Linked DNA regions of Mus musculus: region 1 is linked to region 2. Evidence: chromatin contacts called from public HiChIP or PLAC-seq data. All regions are on one chromosome and are shown on one strand. The core of a region is the stretch at or near the end of the contact, and the rest is flanking DNA. Distances in the headings are between cores, read along the strand shown.

What was found. HiChIP or PLAC-seq counts read pairs in DNA pulled down with a chosen protein or histone mark.
Region 1: an H3K27ac HiChIP or PLAC-seq map of embryonic stem cells shows a contact between it and region 2, with 10 read pairs. The contact joins two enhancer-like sites. A contact is called at or near these places in 4 of 484 Hi-C or Micro-C datasets (the N1E-115 cell line, cortical neurons, nephron progenitors and 1 more) and 5 of 115 datasets of contacts at active chromatin or transcription factors (all in embryonic stem cells).

The regions. Positions count from the first base shown.
Region 1 is chr7:107,533,334-107,536,750 of GRCm38.p6, forward strand. All of the region lies in intron 6 of Syt9 (synaptotagmin IX), which reads left to right. Among named protein-coding and RNA genes, the nearest start is that of Olfml1, 32 kb to the right of the region's middle. Within about 2 kb of position 2,133, at least 8 of the 459 cell types and tissues checked have an H3K27ac peak or open chromatin away from gene starts, as enhancers often do. A contact at or near this core is called in embryonic stem cells, where this site is marked.
Region 2 is chr7:107,338,192-107,341,373 of GRCm38.p6, forward strand. No RefSeq gene overlaps it. Among named protein-coding and RNA genes, the nearest start is that of Syt9, 31 kb to the right of the region's middle. Within about 2 kb of position 1,655, at least 18 of the 459 cell types and tissues checked have an H3K27ac peak or open chromatin away from gene starts, as enhancers often do. A contact at or near this core is called in embryonic stem cells, where this site is marked.

The DNA of each region.
Region 1 (3,417 bases), core at 883-3,382, 200 kb after region 2:
GAGAGATAAAAGATTGAGGGGGTGTGGGGGGGACATTGTATGTTAAGACAGAGCAGCAAAGGCTGTGAGAAAGAGCGACATCCTCACAGCCCCACCCAGAGATGGCAGAGTCTGGAGGCCTTCTGAAATGGGCCACAGAGAGCTGTGACTCATAGAAAGAACCAGGCTCCAGTAAAGATAAGGAAATATACATAGGACTATAATAAAGTACTAAAGATACAGAGGAGACCAGATGAGATGAATGATGAGAACCACAGGAAGTCTGTGGATGGTGGGAAGAGGGTGCAGGTTCTACGAAAGGGGCTGCAGAGCAGCAGGAAGGATGCAGTAGCCAGAGGAAAATCAATGGGGCGTGGCCTGGCGTGGCCTTGCTGGGTGACCAGGCTGTGCTAGGTTTGAGAAGATAAAGCCTCAGCCCTAGACCATGGCAAGCCTGTTGGAGAGGGGTTCCCCACTCTCTAGCATTTATAAGCATCGGGTCTGATGTACCCTTGTCTTCTCACCACCTTAAACCCTAGCCCGCGTCTCTCCATTCCTGTCCTGACTTCTTTCCAGTGCTGGCTCCTGCCATCCTCATAGGCCAATATGCCTGGTGTGGTGGTTTGAAAGGTTTGGCCCCCATAGATTCATGTCTTTAAATGCTTGTCCATAGGGAGTGGCACTATTAGGAGGTATGGCCTTACTGGAAGATCTATGGCCTTGTTAGAGAAAGTACATCACTGTGTAGGTGGGCTTTGAGGACTTAAATATTCAAGCCAAGCCCCGTGTGGAATCCAGTCTTCTTAGGCTGTCTTCTGATCAATATTTAGAACTCTCAGCTGCTCCAGTACCATGCCTGCATGCTGCCATGGTTCCCACCATGATGACAATGGAGTAAACCTCTGAACCTGTAGGCCAGCCCTAATGAAATGTTTTACTTTATAAGAGTTGCACTGGTCATGGTGTCTCTTCACAGCAATAAAACCCTAGCTAAAACACCTTGTTTTTAAAAACAATACCTTGAATTAACAATGATATAATGTAAATATTCTTGCACCAAATTCCTCCTCTCACCAAGGCGCTTTATCATGCTATGTATATACATCATCCAATTGAGCTTTCACCCTGTGTGGTGCTTAATCGCCATTGGCAAGTTGTCTAACTTGGGAATCATCTAGGGGACATGTCTCTAGATGTTGTGTTTTATAAAATAAAGAGGCCAGGATATGTTTTGATAGAGGCATGGTATGGTGAGGTGGGAGGGGAGGTGCCTCATTAGGCCCATGCTGAGGTATCCCTTCCCCATAAAGTACCAATGCGACAAATATAGTATAGAATAGAGTTTATTTAGGACATGGGTAGGGGAGTTGGGAAGGGAGAAGAGAGAGAGCAGGGGGTGGGGGGAAGAAGAAGCTGGCCAGGAACACATGGAGAGAGATGAGGAAGAAGGAAGAAGAGAAGGGGGTCAGGGAAAGAAAGAGCAGAGAGTAAGAGAGAGAGCAGAGAGAATGAACTGGCTTATACTAAGCCAGGCATACCTGGCTGTTGCCAGGTAACTGTGGGGCAGAGCCTAGAAGGGTTGCTAACACTAGGTGTCTCTTTAAAGGGGAGTTTTCCAGGAAGATTTAGCTGAGCAAAGTAAACCCAGATGTAAGTGTGAGTGACACTATCCCATGGACTCAGGATTTGGCCTAAATAAAAAAGGGAAAGAAAGAGTGAACACCAACATTCATCTCTGCTTCCTGGCTGCGGACACAGTGTCACCCAGTATCTGGTGTTCCGCAAAGACTGTGTCCTCTCAAACTGAAAGCCAAAATAAGCCTGCCCTCCCCTAGGTTGCTTTTGCTAAATACTGTGTCACAGTAACAAGAAAGGTAAAGAGTGCAGCCTATAAACAGGCAAACAGTATTGTCTCCCACAAAACAAACTGAGCCTTACATAGTGTGTTCACTGTCACCAGCAGATGAGTGGCAAAGCAAGCAGGCTGAGTGGACCGTCTGTCCTAGTCTTTCTGTGTGACCCTCTTCAGTCTTGTCAGGTCTCGAATCAGTAACTTTGGACCTGGCCTTGTTGCTTTCCTTTGTGGTAGAGGTGATGAGAAGCCGGTCTTGGTTAACCTTGAGGTGTATAATGTGCTGCCGCTTGCTAACTCTGCCCCTGGGGCTCTGTCTTGGGCACAGCATACAAGGAGCTCCTCCCCCTCACCTGGTGTGAGAAGACAAAGCAGTATCCTTTACTTGTTTGTCAGAGCAGCAGCCATGCTTTATTCTGTAAGCAGCTGGGGTGTGTGTGTGTGTGTGTGTGTGTGTGTGTGTGTGTGTGTGTTTATCATCATCACAAAGGCAGACGAGATTGAAACAGGACTTTTGGTTCCAGACAGAGCTTTTAGACACAGTGTTCTTCCACACCACTGCTGCTAGAGTATAACCATCATAGCCATCCAGAGTGGATGGACCGCACAGGACGCTTTGGGAAAGGTTCTCCCTCTCACTTTCTCACTGTGTTAGTTGTGGTTTTTGTTACTGTGACCAAACACCTGAGACAAGCATGGAGGGAAGGAAGGGACAAGATGCTTTGAATGGAAATGGTGCCCATAGGCTCATAGGGAGTAGCATTGTTTGAAAGGATTATTTTATGCGCCCCTGTTGGAGGAAGTGAATCACTTCGGGGTGGGCTTTGAGGTTTCTAATGCTCAAGCCACGCCCAGTATCTCTCTCTTCCTGCTACCTGCCAGATGTAGAACTTCTCCAGCACCACATCTGTCTGTATGCCACCATGCTTCCCTCCATGATAATAATGAAGTAAACCTCTGAAACTATAAGCCAGCCCCAGTTAAATATTTTCCTTTATAAGAGTTGCTGTGGTCTGGTGTCTCTTCATAGTCTTAGGAACCTTAGCTAAGACAATGGGTTTATTTGGCTAACTCCTAACCTTACAACTAGGGAGGTGTGGCAGGGGAAATTCGAAGTGCTTCCAGAGTAAGGAAACAGAGATGAATGGTATTGGCTGGCTGCTTTCACATGGCTCTCCCTGCCTCAATTGGCCTAAACTAGATCATCTCTCAGACATACCTGTCTCCCAGGAAATTCTAGATCCTGTCAAGCTGACACTTGTTATAACCATCAAGCTCTCAGCCTGTAGCTGTTATACTTGACCTCTGCTTTGTTTCTTCTATTACAGTGTCCCTGGAAAGAGCATGCAGATATACTAACTCTCCTCACACTTTGCAGTCCCACGTCTCAGCCATTTAGAAGACATGTCTGTACCTCAGAGCTCAACCGGGTCTTGCACGATTAGGGATCATACAATTATGCTGGCTCTAAGAATTCTTTTCCCCTCGGTGTTAGTATTACTTGCTTCACTTAACAATGTGAGATGAAAACAAAGCCTAGGAATCCTCAGGAAAATTCTTTTGTTTCTACCCTGCTGGCATTGACT
Region 2 (3,182 bases), core at 405-2,904:
AGAAAGAAAGAAAGGGGGGAGGAAGGAAGGAAGGAAGGAAGGAAGGAAGGAAGGAAGGAAGGAAGGAAGGAAGAAGTCAAGTTAACCATGTTATGAAGAAAAAAAAAAAAGCCTAAAAACAACTCTTTTCTGAGTTGTACAGGAAAGGATGTTCCAAACAGATCAACAGGAATAAGACACAGTGATACAAGATGCATGATAAAATCTGGAACATTCTGAATTTATGAAGCGTCTGATGTGTCTGCGAAAGACAGAGCTTTGAGGGCTGGGCAGCAGCCAGACCATGAGGTGTTTTAATGCCATGACAAAGACTTTGAACGTTATCCAGAAGGCAATCGGAACTTGAAGGCTTTTAAGGAAGAAGCAATAAGATTTAGACATGGGTTTTAAGCAGATCACTCCAGCATCAGTGTGGGAAATGAGAGGGGGAGGGGAAATGGAGTGAGGGAACCCATTAGGAAGCTATTAAAAAGGTTTGGGTGAGAATTTATGAGGCATAGCTAGAGTCAGTAGCCATGTGGGGAGGGATCCGGAAAGCTTCTTCTCAAGTGGGATAAACAAAGTTGCTCTTTGACTCTAGGATGAGGTGGATCATCTCTCTAGTCTTATCAGTTTAGGCTACTTAATACTATACTGATTTAGAAATAGGCAGAAGACAGAAATCTAGAATCTCAGACCTAAGAACAAAAGTTAAACAAAATTATAAAGGAAACACGAAGTAAAAATAAAAGGTGGAGAATGAGGAGAGGGGAGATTTAAAGTATTGAAATTCTGATACTAGTAGTGTCAAAATGTTGGCAACTAAAAAGTGCCCCTTGTGCTGGGGAATTCTCTCAGTAGTTAAGAGCACTGGCTGCTCTTTCAGATCAATAGGAATAAGACACGGCAGTACGAGAAGCTTGATAGAATCTGGAACATTCTGAATGTATGACACATCTGATGTGTCTACAAAAGTAGAAGCTCTGGGCCTGGAATGATGACTCAGCGGTTAAGAGCACTGACTGCTCTTCCATGATTTCAAATCCAATCCCAACAACCACATAGTGGCTCACAACCACCGTAATGAGATCTGACACCCTTTTTGGGTGTGTTTGAAGACAGCTACACAGTGTACTTATAATACTTACATATAATAAATAAATCTAAAAAAAAAAGTGGAAGCTCTGAGAGCTGGGCAGCAGCGGGACCATCAGGTATTTTATTGCCATGACAACTGGATTCCATTTTCTAGCACCCACTTGGAGTCTCACTGTCACCAAGGGATCTAGTGCTCTCTTCTGGCCTCTACAAGCACCAGGCATGAATGTAGTGCACAGACACACACGTATATGTGCACATGCACAGACACATAAATACTCTTGAACATAAAATAAAATAAATCTTAAAGGCTTAATTAAAGGACAGGATAGCCTCAGGATGTGAGGAGTTCTTCCCTTAGAACTGCATTTGGCTTTGACTAGTTGCCTTTTGAACTGGTTTAGAGGAAGTACTCAAGACCAGAAGGAAGTCTCTGAGAACAAAAGGTGTGATTGGTTTTCTTTGCAAGACAATAGCACCACATTCCTGAAAAAGGGAGGAAAACAGTGAGCCACTCCTGTCCCCACCGAGGGGATGGAGGCAAAAGATGGAGTCTCTCATTGTTGCAGTGAGCCCATTGACCTCTGCTAAAGGATAGGTGGAAACCTAGCACAGTAGCACACTCCTGTGATCCCAGCCCTGCGGGTAGAGGCAGGAAGGTCAGGGGTGCAAAGCTAGCTAGCCTCTCTTACATGGTGTCACTTACATGGAGTTTAAAGCCAGTGTGGTCTATGTGAGACTCGGTACTTAAACAAGCAAACAAATAACAAAAAATAGATGAGAAAGTCTAAGCAACTGAACAGGCTTGAGAAGGGTGACTTCTAGAGAGAAAGATGGTGTTAGATGCTGGCGTATCCTCCAGATCCTCCATGTAGGAAAAGGGTCCTCATTTTTCTTACTCCAGAAAGGCTAAAATGCAGGTTGTTCATGGCAAAGTCCCTTACCAGAAATTGTTAGTATGAGAAGTTATGTTTCTTCCCCACTGCAGCCTGCCCTTAGTCACTGGTCAGTGAAGGACAGTCAGGGTCCAGCCTCCAAGTCTTACTTCAGGATACCTTCTAAGGGCCATTCCAACTTCTTTGCATGATGGAGTCTCACATCCAACCTTTCCTTGGCAGATTCTGGTGTCCTTAGGGCTTCTTGAGTTTATTCCCAAAATAGATCAGGAGTTCAAGGACGGACTCAGAGGTCTTTTATAAACCTCCTGCACTAGATCTAATCTACAAAGTGTTTCAGAGGCACTCAGCATAAGGGGCTTGGGATGGTTAGGGGATTTTGTCATTGTTTTGTTTGTTTGGGGGTTTTTTGGTTTGTTCTTTGTTGTTGGTTTTTTTGTTTTGTTTTGTTTTCTTTTTTGCTTTTGCTTTGTTTTTCTCAGCTTGAAATAAATAGGGTCATCTGGGAAGAAGGAACTTCAACTGAAAAACAAACAAACGAACAAACACACCAGATTTGCCTGTAGGCAAGTCTATGGGAGCATTTTCTTGATTTACAGTTGATGCGGGAGGACTCAGCGTAGGGTGCATGGTGCTGCCCCTGGGCAGGTAGCCCTTGTGCATAAACAAAAGCAAGCCGAGTAAACTGAACACCAAGCCAGGAAGCAGTGTTCCTCCATGGCTTCTGCTTCAGGTCGCACTTGAGCTCAGTGTCCCAACTTTGCTCCTGCATTACAAACTGTGATGTGGACATAGAAACCAAATAAATAAACCGTTTCCTCCTCAAGTTTCTTTTAGTCATGGCCTTTAGCACAGCAATAAAAAGCAAACTAATAGAGGAGTGAGTGAATACATAGATTATTATTTTACACGTGTTCTTAGCCAAAAAGCTGAGAAGTCATATTGGAATCCTTGTTAGTTCATCAGATTTAGATCTATCTACAGAAACTTGATTACATCATTTGTGGGACTGATCAAAAGGCTCCAAAATAAAAAGTTAATTCAAGCCTTACCTCTTAATCAGCTGTTAGTGTTTCTGTACCTAAGTTCTCCATCCCACATGTTAGTGAGATTCCACAGGGACCCCAGTGCCCCAACTCATTTCCAGATGGCTTGGTTGCCCTGGATCTCAACCCTTCATGATCATCTTATGAAAGCAAGTTTCAACCT